Linked DNA regions of Mus musculus: all the other regions are linked to region 1. The links are chromatin contacts, called in public HiChIP or PLAC-seq and promoter capture Hi-C maps. All regions are on one chromosome and are shown on one strand. The core of a region is the stretch at or near the end of the contact, and the rest is flanking DNA. Distances in the headings are between cores, read along the strand shown. Region 1 holds the start of Supt3 (SPT3, SAGA and STAGA complex component). Region 2 overlaps Supt3 (SPT3, SAGA and STAGA complex component). Region 3 has its middle 19 kb from the start of Runx2os3. Region 4 overlaps Supt3 (SPT3, SAGA and STAGA complex component). Region 5 overlaps Runx2 (runt related transcription factor 2).

Region 1 (2,629 bases), core at 37-2,536:
GGCAGTTACAGAGGACTAAGCACAAGACAATTGCAATCCAGAGAGGAGATGATCAGATGAATGGCTGTTTTAAAGACACTCAGCAAATAGGATTATTTCAGAACTCATACATTCATAGGCAAGACATTAATGAAGTAAGTAGTGCTTGAAAAGACCTGGTAAAGGTGAATGTGATGGTTTGTATATGCTCGGCGCAGGGAATGGCACTATTAGAAGGTATGGCCCTGTTGGAGTAGGTGTGTCATTGTAGGTGTGGGCTTTAAGACCCTCATCCTTGCTGCATGGAAGCCAGTTTTCTACTACCATCCTTCAGATGAAGATGTATAACTCTCAGCTCCTCCTGCACCATTCCTGCCTGGATGCTGCCATGCTCCTGTCTTGATAATGGACTGAACCTCCGAACCTGTAAGCTAGCCACAATTAAATGTTCTTTTAAGAGTTGCTTTGGTCATGGTATCTATTCACAGCAGTAAAACCCTAGCGAAAAAAGTGACTAATATAAATAATAATAGTAAAAATAATATAATAAAAATAATATTTGAAATGGTAGGATAGTGGATATTTTCTTTTCTAAACAGCCGAGTGAAAACATCACACACAATTGTCTCCAGTTCATTAAGGTACTACACCTGCAACCATCAAACACGGGAAGACAGGTCATACATACAATTCAATATAAGTGGTGCAAGGAAAAATCACCACTGCTTGTTTATAAAGCTTCCCCAATAGTGAAAGTTATTAACTAAAGCATGCTTTTTAAAGTAATGGAACTTTGTAGAAAGGAACGGGGGTGGGGTGGGGTAACTTTGCAGATGAGTTTTCACAGGCTTTCGATTTTGCGCAAGGGCCGGTAGGGGTGGGTAGGTGGGTGTTCCCAGGTCCTAGAACGGACTGAGTCCTCACACAGTGCTTCTCTGAGGAGAGAGTCTTTCCTAACTCTGCGCCCCTTTGTCATTGGAAACAATTCTGGTCACCTGACCAACCCCTGAAGAGAAGCTTGCATAGACCTTCTCCCAGTGCAGATCACCGACTCTCAATAATCCTAGCTCCTCGGGCTCACTCCTACGGTCTGCAGAGTCACCACAGGCCAAATCCAGCTCCTCTGCCAGATCGCTCACTCGACTCATCACAACTCCCGCTCTGAGGCTCCGCCGCGTGGCTGCGGGCCGCTCCGTACGCCGAGGCGGGAGCGCGAAGCCCCGCCCCCGGAGTGTGGCGGAAGTAGAAGAAGCAGGCCCGCGACCGCGCGCGCTGGCCAGCCGGGTGCGCATGCGCTCTCGCCGCACGGCTTGGCCCGTCCCTCTAGTCACCCCAGGCTCCGCTACCCCCGCCCCGCCCCTCATAGTGGCGCTCTCGCCATCTTACCCCCACCCCCTCCAGCCTAGCTCAGTCACCTTTTCCCTTTCTACAATCTCTGGTTCCCCCCACTCCCCGCCCCCCTGCCCGTCGTGTCCCGGGGCCGCCGCCGCCGCAGACACCGCGCCATCTCTGTCCCCTCTCATTCTCCACGCGGGACGCGCAGCCGTGCCTCCACGTGTCTTAAGCAGAGGTTGTGGGGGCGCGTGGGGGCGGCGGGGAGTGGGGCGAGGTCATGGGAACTTGAGGGACGTCGTGGCAGCCAAATGCCTGGCCCGGGGCTGCGGGCCCAGCCGGATGCAGGCCGCCGAGCGTGGGGTGCCCCGTGGCTCCTCCCCGTTGTCGGTGGGCGTGAGGCAGGGGAGCCCTCGGGGCCGGGCGGAGAGGCACCGTTTAGGCTTGTCACCCAAATGGGTGGGAAGTCCTCCAAGAAGGCAAGCTAGGAAGCTAGGAAGTGGTAGTGGAAGGAAGTGCAGTGTGCATGCAGGCTGAGGGACAGAGGACACAGAGATGTTGCTGTCAGAGCTCGCCTCTGGGACCCCTGGGGAAATAAATCATTTAGCCGGTGGTGTCGGGGGGTATAGATGGGGATCATCGCAGCCTAGCTCAAAACTCAGGTTTATGGGAGAAGATCTGTGTGCTAAAAGCTTGTATCACGCCAGCTGTGATTAATTACGTTTGAGCTCCAAGGAAATTGTCTGTCATCTTGCCTTCTATATTGGAAGTCAGGCTAGTTGATGTGACAAGTGATAAGAGTTATAGGGATAGTGGAATATATTTGACGGTCAGACAGGATCCCAGTAGCAGTGTTGTTACTGAACACCCGGATTAAAATTAGCTTTATGTCCTTGGAATTAGTAGACTCAGGAAGAAACCAGTACATATTTATCTGGGATAAAACCTGAGTTCTCAGTATTTTTGAGTTAGTTCACTGTTAAAAGATTTACTTAAAGAAAGAAACAACTGGTAGAATTTCTGCGTGTTCCAGCGAGGCGGAATATGACTACTAAGATAATGTTTTGCACAACCAGACCTTACTTTAACCATACTATTGCAAGCTTCCCACCCTTTTCCGGCTGCACTGCCCAAGGGGACTTTATGCCAAGCTGGAAATGCTATACTCTATGGGCTACCAATATGGTAACCACCGGGTGCAGGTGGCTCTGATGAGCTTGATTTTTTAATTGGTTAGCAAATTAATTACAATGTAAGTAAGTAGACACACAGGCATGGTGCTTATTGCATGGGATCCCACAGGTCTGAAAAAGTTGAG
Region 2 (2,629 bases), core at 36-2,535, 240 kb after region 1:
TTGCTGCTCTGCATTCTTTGAAGCCTCAGAGGCAGTCATTGTGCTTAGGTTTCTGGAAGTACCTAGAGTGGATCTAAAACTAGAGCCAGGGCTTCTGTGTAGCATCAGTCCCCGGCAGACTCACTCATCCAAAGGCTTTACACCCCCACTTAGCCAGGCATGACTCCTGCATTCTGAAAACTGTCCTGAGATCTGAGGAGATAGCTTAAGTGTTAAAGACCTTGCCTTGAAGCAAGAGGACTTAAGTTTGATCTCCAAAGCTCACATAAAAAGAGAGGAAGTTTATAATCCTGATGCAGAAAAGGCAGAGACAGGTGAATCTCTGGGGCCTTCCATCAGCCAGCCTAGCCTACTTATTGAGCTCCTGTCCAGTGAGAGACCTTGTCTCAAAAAAGAAAATGGTAGCTGTTGCTTGAGGAAGAATACCAAAAGGTATATGTTTGAAAGTCTACAAATACATGCACATGTATGTGCACACAGGAACACACACCAGAGTTTTGAAATGTATTAATATGGTTTTAAAATAAGTATAAATATCATTAAAAGTACTAATTTTTCTGATCATAGGAACATTTCGGCTTTTCCTGTTAATATTTGGAAATTTTCTTTCTTGTATTTGAAACAAAAGTACTTTTGATGCTTGTGCTTACTGCTCTGTTCTCAGGGCAGTCGTGTTCGGTGAAACCCATCATTTTTGCTTTGTTCCTGTGACTAAAGTCTCAGCGTATCAGAAAACCATTTTCTCTCTTGTTCTTGTTAGCTCGTGTGTCCAGCCTGCTGGGCCTCATGTGCCTGCTCACGAGCTTCTTCATCTCTGACTCACAGCTCAGCTGACTGAGGAGAGAAAGGCTTCAAAATGGCTGTGAGCGTTCCTGCAGGGGAATAAACAGTCTAGCTTCATTTGGTTTGCTTCTGTTCTCAAGTGCTATCAGGGTGTAAGGCCTCTCTATCCTCCGTGATTTATTGCCTGGACAATTGCCCTGTTCTGGTGATGTCATTTCTTCAGCAGAATACAATGTAGTAGACTTTGTCAGCCTTCTATTTATAGTTGATCATTTGTGGGGAGGAGAGGGCTGGAAGTAATTTTATTCTGGATTTTGGGATTTATTTTGGGTGTTGTTGTTGTTGTTAATTTGTGTTATGTTTATTTGTGTTTTGTTTTATCAGTCAGGGACTTATTCTGTAGCCCAGGTTGGCTAGAGACTCACCCAGGCCCGGCTCAGATTTACTACCATCTTTGTGCTTTAGCAGGCTGAATGCTAGTGTTGGAGGCATGAGTCGGCATGCCTAGGCTTGCTTCTCTTTGATTATGTAAAGCACATGAGCTTCAGATTTGCTGCTCAGTGGTCTGATAGCCCAGGTTTTCAAGGTTTCTCTTTGAGGCAAGTGATGAGAAACATCTTTTGATATATATGCAGCTAGAGTCAAGAGCTCCGGGGTACTGGTTAATTCATAATGTTGTTCCACCTATAGGGTTGCAGATCCCTTTAGCTCCTTGGGTACTTTCTCTAGCTCCTCCATTGGGAGCCCTGTAATCCATCCATTAGCTGACTGTGGGCATCCACTTCTGTGTTTGCTAGGCCCCGGCATAGTCTCACAAGAGACAGCTACATCTGGGTCCTTTCGATAAAATCTTGCTAGTGTATGCAATGGTGTCAGCGTTTGGATGCTGATTATGGGGTGGATCCCTGGATAAGGCAGTCTCTACATGGTCCATCCTATCATCTCAGCTCCAAACTTTGTCTCTGTAACTCCTTCCAAGGGTGTTTTGTTCCCACTTCTAAGGAGGGGCATAGTGTCCACACTTAAGTCTTCATTCTTCTTGAGTTTCATGTGTTTAGGAAATTGTATCTTATATCTTGGGTATCCTAGGTTTTGGGCTAATATCCACTTATCAGTGAGTACATATTGTGTGAGTTCCTTTGTGAATGTGTTACCTCACTCAGGATGATGCCCTCCAGGTCCATCCATTTGGCTAGGAATTTCATAAATTCATTCTTTTTAATAGCTGAGTAGTACTCCATTGTGTAGATGTACCACATTTTCTGTATCCATTCCTCTGTTGAGGGGCATCTGGGTTCTTTCCAGCTTCTGGCTATTATAAATAAGGCTGCTATGAACATAGTGGAGCATGTGTCCTTCTTACCAGTTGGGGCATCTTCTGGATATATGCCCAGGAGAGGTATTGCTGGATCCTCCGGTAGTACTATGTCCAGTTTTCTGAGGAACCGCCAGACGGATTTCCAGAGTGGTTGTACAAGCCTGCAATCCCACCAACAATGGAGGAGTGTTCCTCTTTCTCCACATCCTCGCCAGCATCTGCTGTCACCTGAATTTTTGATCTTAGACATTCTGACTGGTGTGAGGTGGAATCTCAGGGTTGTTTTGATTTGCATTTCCCTGATGATTAAGGATGTTGAACATTTTTTCAGGTGCTTCTCTGCCATTCGGTATTCCTCAGGTGAGAATTCTTTGTTCAGTTCTGAGCCCCTTTTTTTATTGGGGTTGTTTGATTTTCTGAAGTCCACCTTCTTGAGTTCTTTATATATGTTGGATATTAGTCCCCTATCTGATTTAGGATAGGTAAAGATCCTTTCCCAATCTGTTGGTGGTCTCTTTGTCTTATTGA
Region 3 (2,629 bases), core at 50-2,549, 230 kb before region 1:
AAAATTGTAAATCACAGTGTGTGTGTGTGTGTGTGTGTGTGTGTGTGTGTGTGTGTGTGTAAAATACAAATAACTAAATAATATAGGAAATACAAGGAGCTACAACAAAGAATTTTCAATATTTTCATTATGAAGAAATTGCATTTAGAGTAATGGTCCTCACCCTTCCTGCTGCTGTGACCCTGTAATACAACTCCTCATCCTGTGGTGACCTCAACCATAAAACTGTTTTTGTTGCTACTTCGTAACTGTAGTGTTGTTACTGTGACAAAATATAATGTGAATATCTGTGTTTTCCCGTGGTCTTAGACAACCCCATGAAAGGGCCATTTGAACCCCCAAAGTGGTCAGAGCCCACAGGTTGAGAACCACTGGTTGATTCTGTACGGTGACTAAAAATAAATATTTAAAAAAATAAAGTTTGAAGAGGCAAATACTCTGATTGAATATTATAGCATGTATAGATGTGTTAAAAACATCTCCCTATAAATAAATAGAAATTTGTGTGCCATTGGAATTAATTAATAAAGGGAAAATACGAGTCTGTGTCCTGAGACACATATGTGAATGTTCATCACATCTTTCTAGCATCCACAAACTGAAAGCAACACAAACATCCGTCAATGGGTGAGTGAATAAACAAATATCCAGTGCAATCGGTGGAATATTACTCAACGATAAAGAAAACCAATGAATGAATGACATGAAGCCCGGGGGAAGCTCAGTTGATCAAGGGCTTGCCTGCTGAGCATCAGACCTTGAGTTTGATGCCAGCATCACATAAATACTGTGACAGTACATAGCCAAAACTCTGGTGCTTGGGAGGCAGAGGCAAGAAGAGTGGCAGCTCAAGGTCATTCTCGGTAGCTCAAGGTCATCTGCAGCTACAAAGTGAGTGTGAGACAGCCTGGGCCAAGTGACACTCTGCCTCAAACAAACAAATAAGAGGCACGAACCATTCCCATGTGAAAACATAGCTAAACCGTTGAATAATTACACTGAGCCGAGAGCATCCAAGCACCCAACCTCACTTCCCCAAAGAATATACTGTTTGATTGATTTCTACAAAATACAAAGGACTCCACAGTGACAGAAAATGGATTCATGATTGGTTGGGTGTGGGGGAAGTTAGGGAGGCCAGGAGGGAGGGACTATCAAAAGGAAATCTACTTGCAGCGAAAGATACATTCATTAGCTCCGCTGTGGTAATGGTTTTATGGGTGTTTACATATGTCAAAGCTTATCAAATTGTACACATTGAAATGTGCAGGTTATTACTGGATGTGCCTTTTTTTAAATGAGTAAGGCTTGGCCTTGTGGTGGTGGTGGTGGGAGATTTGAGGCAGACTGGGCAATCAGAGCTCATGTGGACTTCCTTCCAAATGAAGAGGGTTAGTAGGTGTTTCTGCTGACTTATCCCGAAATGAGTTTGCTTTTCCTTGTTTATCAGGGGTGATTCATGAATGTTGTGGGGAACATGGCATAGCAGCTAGTGACGTCTTCTATCTTTCCACCTGAGTCTGCTGACTGCATTTAACACATTTCTGAGAACCCACTTCGTGTCTGGGATCACGTGGCCCAATAACTAGCCTTCCTTCCTTTTTCCAAGACCTTCTTGGGTCCCAACCCTGCCACATACATACTCCTTCCTAAAACACACACACACACACACACACACACACACACACACACACACACACACACACACACACACTTACCCGAGTGCATAATGAGGAAAGAACATTTTTCTTAGCTGCTTTCCCAAAGAATTGGTACCTGGGAAAGCCAGGTGCTACTTCAGTAGGGCCTGCATTTTTACAGATCTCTTAAGGGACCTTTAAGGGCTGTTGGGGAATTTCACCACAGGGATTAGACGTTCTCCTTCCAATTACAAGACAGGAGCTCCTTCCAGGCAGTGGGTGGTTAAGTTGCCAATTGACTGAGAAAAGCTGAACTAGTTTCTGGTTCAGTACTCAGAGAAGAGCAGGAGATAGGACCCAAGAGTCTTCACTGCTATTGAAAACCCAGGCTTAGATATAGCTGTCTCTTGTGAGACTATGCTGGGGCCTAGCAAACACAGAAGTGGATGCTCACAGTCAGCTATTGGATGGATCACAGGGCCCCCAATGGAGGAGCTAGAGAAAGAAAAGTACCCAAGGAGCTAAAGGGATCTGCAACCCTATAGGTGGAACAACATTATGAACTAACCAGTACCCCGGAGCTCTTGACTCTAGCTGCATATGTATCAAAAGATGGCCTAGTCGGCCATCACTGGAAAGAGAGGCCCATTGGACAGGCAAACTTTATATGCCCCAGTACAGGGGAACGCCAGGGCCAAAAAGTGGGAGTGGGGGGGTAGGGGAGTGGGGGGGCGGTATGGGGAACTTTTGGGATAGCATTGGAAATGTAAATGAGGAAAATACCTAATAAAAAATATTTTTAAAAACCAAAAAGACAAAAAGAAAAAAAGATTAGCTCATATAAAAACATCTTAATTATATTTGACTAATGTCTTCGTAAAAAGAAGAAGTTGGGATATGAGCATGGATCTATACAGAGGGTATACAATGTGAGGACATGTGGAAAAACATCATCTACAAGTCAAGGAAAGCTAAGAGGAGAAAGATTA
Region 4 (2,629 bases), core at 73-2,572, 170 kb after region 1:
AGAAGGGTGATCCTGTAGGAGGTCCAGCAGTCTCAATTAATCTGAACCTCTGAGATCTCTCAAACATTGGGCCATCAAACAGACAGCATATACCAGCTGATAAGAGACCTCCAACACACATATAGTAGAGGATTTCCAGGTCTGTGTTCATTTAGAGATGATGCACCTAACCCTCAAGAGACTGGAGGCCCCAGGGAGTTTAGAGATCAGGTAGGGTGGGAGTTGGGGGCATCCACATGGAGACAGGTCAGATGGTGGATGGGGGGTGGATGGGGGAGGGCAGGGAATGGATTATGGAGTGTAAAAAATAAATAAATAAAAAACAATATTCAGGCCAGAAACTGTTATCTTCCTTGGATAGCAATTGACTCTGAATGAAAGGTTTAGGAGTAACAAAACCAAACCCACGTGAAACGTCAGGATGTAAGGGTGGCATTGCTAGAGATGAGGACCATCGAGTCACAGGTGATGTGGAGGGTCAGGCAGAGAGAGGCAGCTGCCTGGAGTGCAAGGCCTGGAAGAACCGATGATGGGGAGAGATCACAGCTTTAAAAATGTGAGTTTGTAGCTGAAGGGACTGAGAGAGAAAGGTCTTGGAACACTGAAGGGTGGCATCTTGGGGTGTGCTGTCTGTCTGGGAAAGGGTATGGGTACAAGAGAAGAAAGCGGCAACATCACCCGAAAGACAGGAAATCCAGGAAGGATCACTGAGGCCTCATATCGAGGGAGGTTGAAATTCAGCTTTATCAGAGTGCTACAAAGCTGCTAATGTTTTAAATCTTCCTTTGTATCTGTAGTAGTGAGTTCTTCTTTTCATAACAACAAAGGACTGATGAGGTGGCCTCATCATGAAGGAAGGTGCCTGTTGCCAAGCCTCATCACCTGAATTTGAACCTCAGGACCCACATGATGGATGGAGGGAACTAACTTCCTCAAATTGTTTTCATCCCAACCCCTGCCACATCTTACACACACACACACACACACACACACACACACTCCTGTCTTAAGGTAAGCTGGTCTTGTGAAGCTTTTTGTGGTAAGTGATATCTTTCTAGCATAGATAAAAGATCAGCATGTCTTCCTGTTGCTCTTTTTTCTATTTGTGTGAATGTTAAGATCATGTTGAATGTAGTTTTCTCTGGTCAAGAACAATACTACCAACTTTCTTGAATTAGTATTATTTTCTTAGTTTCAGCTTTTGCCTCTCATGGTATTTATAAATACTCGTCTGACTATAAACTAAATCCTCTGTCAGTAAGAAGAGATTCAATCAGTGGTATGCGTCAACCATCACTGCTCTGACAGTATCAGTATCATCCCAGTGTGGAGGTGGTGGAGATAGGGGTTAGCACAGTCTGTCTAGGTCTGCTGGATTAGTGTGCTCATGGTTTACGAACGATCCTCCAAATGTGCCTCTCCTTGTTACTTCTGCCCTAGCCGCAAGCTCTATAAACTATGAGCCATGAGCTAGGATGAGCTAGTCGAGCAGGTTGGGGGTAGGGGACACATTGCTGAGTTTGAATTTTTGGCTTCATGGTTTGATAGTTTTTCAGTTTTTAGCTTATTTTGCCATCCCCAGGAACCTCTGCCTGCTAATGTATTGGAGTTTACCAATCTCAAAGATATTTTCATTATAATACATGTAGATCAACAGTGTTAACCAATGGAAGCAGCATTTAATTACTGACATACAAAATCTTCATCACTGGGCTAAATGTCAAAAGCAAAGGCACAGGAAAGTCAAACAGACCTTTGATTGCTGTGTTGTGTGTATTTTGGAACAACTTTCCTGCATTTGAATTTTATGCCACATATGTTTTTGTTTTCTATTTCTTATGTCTCTACTTTTTACTCCTTTTATTCTTAAATACCTTGCAACCCTGAGACATTGGTTTAGATAAATCATTATGAATGTATCTGCCTGTTTCCATTTTGAATTATAGTCACTTTCTGTATAGCTGGGTCCACTGAGAACATTATATTTTTTTCAGTTTGTTCACTGTTAGCCATTGGGATGATGACTAGAATGTAACAACTATCCACGAAACAAGAAGAATGTCAGCTATGGCCTTGAGGGATGGCTCAGCAGTTAAGAGCACTTGCTGTTCTGCCAGAGGTCTTATGTCATTCTTACAACATGATACACTGCAGCCCCAGGATATCAGGCCCCTTCTGGTCTCGGTGGGCACCAGCACACATTAACATAGACACAGACAGAAATTTATTTGTAAATAGGCTGAAGTCTTTATGCTGATCCAGAAAAACATTCAATGCTGTGTCCTGTCTCTGGCATGTACAGAGTTTCTGTTGCCGTGGTGAGCACTGTGCTTCCTTTGCTCCTTCTTCAGCAACAATAGGTTTCACAATTTATGGCAGAGTCTCCCAACACATTTTCAAACATGTGACTATAGATCACATGTGAGCAATGATGTTGTACTTTATACAATATGATGCCTTATATCGATATTACCCTTTTCTTTCATTATTATTGCTAATGATAATCATCTCTATGAATTTTAACATAATTTCCTTTTAGGTACTCGTTTTTAAGCCTTGGCCCTGAGAAGTCTATAGAGAAGCTGTTGCTCTGTGACCTTGATGCCAACATCAGGCAGCAGCTCTAGTC
Region 5 (2,629 bases), core at 43-2,542, 160 kb before region 1:
TGTAGGGGTGTGTGTGTCAGTGTATGTATGTGTGTGTCAGTGTGTGTCAGTGTATGTATGTGTGTGTGTGTCAGTGTGTGTGTGTGTCAGTGTGTGTGTGTCAGTGTGTGTGTGTCAGTGTGTATCAGGGTATGTGTGTGTGAGTGTGTGTGTCAGTGTGTATGTATATGCATGTTTACAAGCAGAGCCCAGAGATTTTCAGTGTCTTTTTCAATCACCTTATGTTTTTGAGACAGAGTCTCTCTCTAAACAGGGAGCTTATCAATTCGGCTGGGTTGGCGGAGGGATCCACCGGTTTGTATCCCCCCACCCCCCAGCTGACTTTTCTTTGGGTGCTTAAGATCTGAACCCACATCCTCATGCTTCAAAGGCAGGATTTTTCCAAGTGACTCTTCCCATCCCATCCTTCCTTTAGATCCTCTACAATACATAATGGAAAAGCAAGTACTGCTGGGCAAATGGATAGCAGTTTGGTCTCCAGAAGTCATAATCCAAGAATCAATTTTAGATTGCACATAAAACATTCCTCTGTATCTTCACACTGAGATTTTAAAGGGATTTTATATCGGTTGTCTCTGAATTGGTCCCTTCATACCAAACATGACTAAGCAGAACAACACTGGACTCCACTTCATCCCCTAATAATTAGAAAAACACACCTTTGGGAGAAGTGCAGAAAACCATGCTAAAGGAAACATCAGAATGAGAAATAGAGCCAATATTTAAGACAATGAAATGACTAACAAGCTCTGCAGTTACACACACACACACACACACACACACACACACGGTGCCTCAAATCTCCAGTATAAATATTTGTTTTCAATGTTGTAATAATCTGTGCTTTTCACAGCATTACTCACAAAATCAGACAGACCAGCCGATCCTAAGGCTAGGAAAGTCTGTCACACTGGAGGAAAGAGAGCAGGCAAGAGCAGGGGACCCTGGCAACAGCAACTACTCCTTAAACCCACCCCAGTTTTAAGGATATTGCTGGAATAATATACTTCCACTCTGTGAAAGGGAAAGGGGACAGATGGTAAAAGATGTGTGAGCTTGTGTGTTTGTATCCAGAGACCCAGAGCAAAGGAGAAGGAAGGAGCCAAAGGCTGTGCGGGTGGAAGAGAGGACCGGGAAGAGGGGGAACGATCTTGCTAGGCCTTGATTAGGAACATTTTAAAGGAAGGGTGGATAGTCTTTGAAACCAGATCCGCTGCAGGAAGGAGGCCAGCACCCAGGACACCCTGTCTTTCAGAAGGGGCCACCCACGGTGCCGCGAGTCATATGACTGCTCTGTCACATCCTGAAGCCATTTCCAGCCCATGCACACGTCTGTGCTCCCATTTAGAGAGGATGGGATATATTGGGAACACACATATGGAAACACTTTCAGAGAATCAGTTTCCATGAAATTCATAATGAGCCAAGTGGCTTCAGATGTGGCTGCGTTCCTCCGATTAGCCAGGAAAAAAAAAAAAAAAAAAAAAAAAAGAGGAGGGGAAAAAGGAGGGAAAAGGGGGCAAATCCACCCTTTCAGACCCTATTTCAGTTTCAGAAAAATTAAAAACCACTAATGAGTTATGGCTACGAAAATATGGAGCCAGGATTAAAATGGGAGAAACTAGGAAAACGAGGCAAAGAGATTGGGAAGCAGTAGTCTTTCCCCCTAAAAATAACAGCTTCTATATCGTAATCTTATCTTGAATCTGGGGCGGCTTTCCTGTGATGGTATCTACCCGGAGCAGTGTAATTAATTTTCTGACATCCTGGCCGAAAGCAGTGAAGTGCGCATGTGCGCACGAGGGAGCCCAGGGAGGCGGGGAGCAGGGGCGGGAGGCAGAGGCTAGGAGAGCAACTCTTATTTGATAGCATATGTGGTCAATTAAGATTATTTTAAAAATTACAACTAAATGATAAATTGTTCCTAAGAAAAATCTTTTTCTTTCTCTTTCTTTCTTCCTTCCTTTCTTATTTTTATTTTTAAAGCTAGAATACAGAGAGTGCAGCCTGGTACTTTCTCATGACTTGAGCTAGTGGTAACTTGGACTGTATTAAAAGTATAAAGTTAGTTGACATCTTACATATGTGACACCAAAGCTTAAGCTGACAGGAAGCCATGGAACAGAAGAAAACAGCAAGTGGAAAGGCTCCTCACGGGATACCTGAGTGATATTGGTAGCTTAAAATATCTTATATTAAGACAGACAAAAAGTTCACATGATTTTTTTCTTAGATAAAACATGAGATTTGAATATACTCTCCTCAGGGTTAACTATGGGTGCCAATGGGCTGGGTAGCATGGGGAAGGGGTCCTCAGTTTTCATTTGCCCTGTGGGGTGCAGTGGAAAGCTGAGCAGCATTTCCTTGCAGCCTGGGGGCAAGCCTAACCCCACGCTGCAGGAATGCTCCGACCTGCCATTTCGGGCTGATGGGCTGGGAACCAGACCTAGTGACTGCTTAACCAACCAGGCTCTGCTCTTCCCCTGAGCTCCTCTAAGTGTTCTGGTATTTACATCATCCCACATGTGAACGGAGATTGGCTTAAATGGATGAATGGCCAACCCAGCAGCTGAGGCCGCGCTACCACAGCTCTGGTGAGCAGGCAGGATGACATCCATAACACCCTTGC

The links. Promoter capture Hi-C pulls out the DNA fragments that hold promoters and counts their contacts. HiChIP or PLAC-seq counts read pairs in DNA pulled down with a chosen protein or histone mark.
Region 2: a promoter capture Hi-C map of embryonic stem cells shows a contact between it and region 1, with 2.9 times the contacts expected there. The contact joins the enhancer-like site here to the promoter of Supt3 in region 1. A contact is called at or near these places in 3 of 39 promoter capture datasets (the HPC-7 cell line, HPC-7-derived erythroid cells, embryonic stem cells and 1 more), 1 of 15 datasets of contacts at CTCF or cohesin (the NIH/3T3 cell line) and 6 of 115 datasets of contacts at active chromatin or transcription factors (acute myeloid leukemia, bone marrow-derived macrophages, embryonic stem cells and 1 more).
Region 3: a contact with region 1 is called in an HNF4G HiChIP or PLAC-seq map of pancreatic cancer cells. The contact joins the enhancer-like site here to the promoter of Supt3 in region 1. A contact is called at or near these places in 2 of 39 promoter capture datasets (the 3T3-L1 cell line and hippocampal neurons), 2 of 484 Hi-C or Micro-C datasets (CD8 T cells and bone marrow-derived macrophages) and 6 of 115 datasets of contacts at active chromatin or transcription factors (CD8 T cells, effector CD8 T cells, embryonic forebrain and 3 more).
Region 4: a contact with region 1 is called in an H3K27ac HiChIP or PLAC-seq map of T-cell acute lymphoblastic leukemia, with 3 times the contacts expected there. The contact joins the enhancer-like site here to the promoter of Supt3 in region 1. A contact is called at or near these places in 5 of 39 promoter capture datasets (the 3T3-L1 cell line, the HPC-7 cell line, erythroid cells and 2 more), 1 of 15 datasets of contacts at CTCF or cohesin (pro-B cells), 4 of 484 Hi-C or Micro-C datasets (the G1E-ER4 cell line, the HPC-5 cell line, adipose-derived mesenchymal stem cells and 1 more), 10 of 115 datasets of contacts at active chromatin or transcription factors (the 230-238 cell line, the HPC-7 cell line, T-cell acute lymphoblastic leukemia and 5 more) and 2 of 9 other capture datasets (adipose tissue and liver).
Region 5: an HNF4G HiChIP or PLAC-seq map of pancreatic cancer cells shows a contact between it and region 1. The contact joins the enhancer-like site here to the promoter of Supt3 in region 1. A contact is called at or near these places in 3 of 39 promoter capture datasets (cranial neural crest, maxillary cranial neural crest and neutrophils), 1 of 484 Hi-C or Micro-C datasets (neutrophils), 5 of 115 datasets of contacts at active chromatin or transcription factors (VIP interneurons, bone marrow-derived macrophages, effector CD8 T cells and 1 more) and 2 of 9 other capture datasets (adipose tissue and liver).

What each region holds. Positions count from the first base shown.
Region 1 is chr17:44,775,880-44,778,508 of GRCm38.p6, forward strand. It overlaps Supt3 (SPT3, SAGA and STAGA complex component), which reads left to right and starts at 1,287. Exons shown (of 12, transcript NM_178652.3): 1 at 1,287-1,549. It also overlaps a transcript of Runx2 not described here.
Region 2 is chr17:45,019,451-45,022,079 of GRCm38.p6, forward strand. All of the region lies in intron 6 of Supt3 (SPT3, SAGA and STAGA complex component), which reads left to right. Among named protein-coding and RNA genes, the nearest start is that of Gm35097, 130 kb to the right of the region's middle. Within about 2 kb of position 1,286, at least 77 of the 459 cell types and tissues checked have an H3K27ac peak or open chromatin away from gene starts, as enhancers often do. A contact at or near this core is called in the NIH/3T3 cell line, embryonic stem cells and stem cell-derived neural progenitor cells, where this site is marked.
Region 3 is chr17:44,541,707-44,544,335 of GRCm38.p6, forward strand. It overlaps a transcript of Runx2 not described here. Among named protein-coding and RNA genes, the nearest start is that of Runx2os3, 19 kb to the right of the region's middle. Within about 2 kb of position 1,300, at least 9 of the 459 cell types and tissues checked have an H3K27ac peak or open chromatin away from gene starts, as enhancers often do. A contact at or near this core is called in pancreatic cancer cells, where this site is marked.
Region 4 is chr17:44,941,574-44,944,202 of GRCm38.p6, forward strand. All of the region lies in intron 3 of Supt3 (SPT3, SAGA and STAGA complex component), which reads left to right. Among named protein-coding and RNA genes, the nearest start is that of Gm52304, 55 kb to the left of the region's middle. Within about 2 kb of position 1,323, at least 21 of the 459 cell types and tissues checked have an H3K27ac peak or open chromatin away from gene starts, as enhancers often do. A contact at or near this core is called in T-cell acute lymphoblastic leukemia, adipose tissue and liver, where this site is marked.
Region 5 is chr17:44,617,114-44,619,742 of GRCm38.p6, forward strand. All of the region lies in intron 5 of Runx2 (runt related transcription factor 2), which reads right to left. Among named protein-coding and RNA genes, the nearest start is that of Runx2os3, 56 kb to the left of the region's middle. RefSeq lists an enhancer at 607-2,531. Within about 2 kb of position 1,293, at least 76 of the 459 cell types and tissues checked have an H3K27ac peak or open chromatin away from gene starts, as enhancers often do. A contact at or near this core is called in adipose tissue and pancreatic cancer cells, where this site is marked.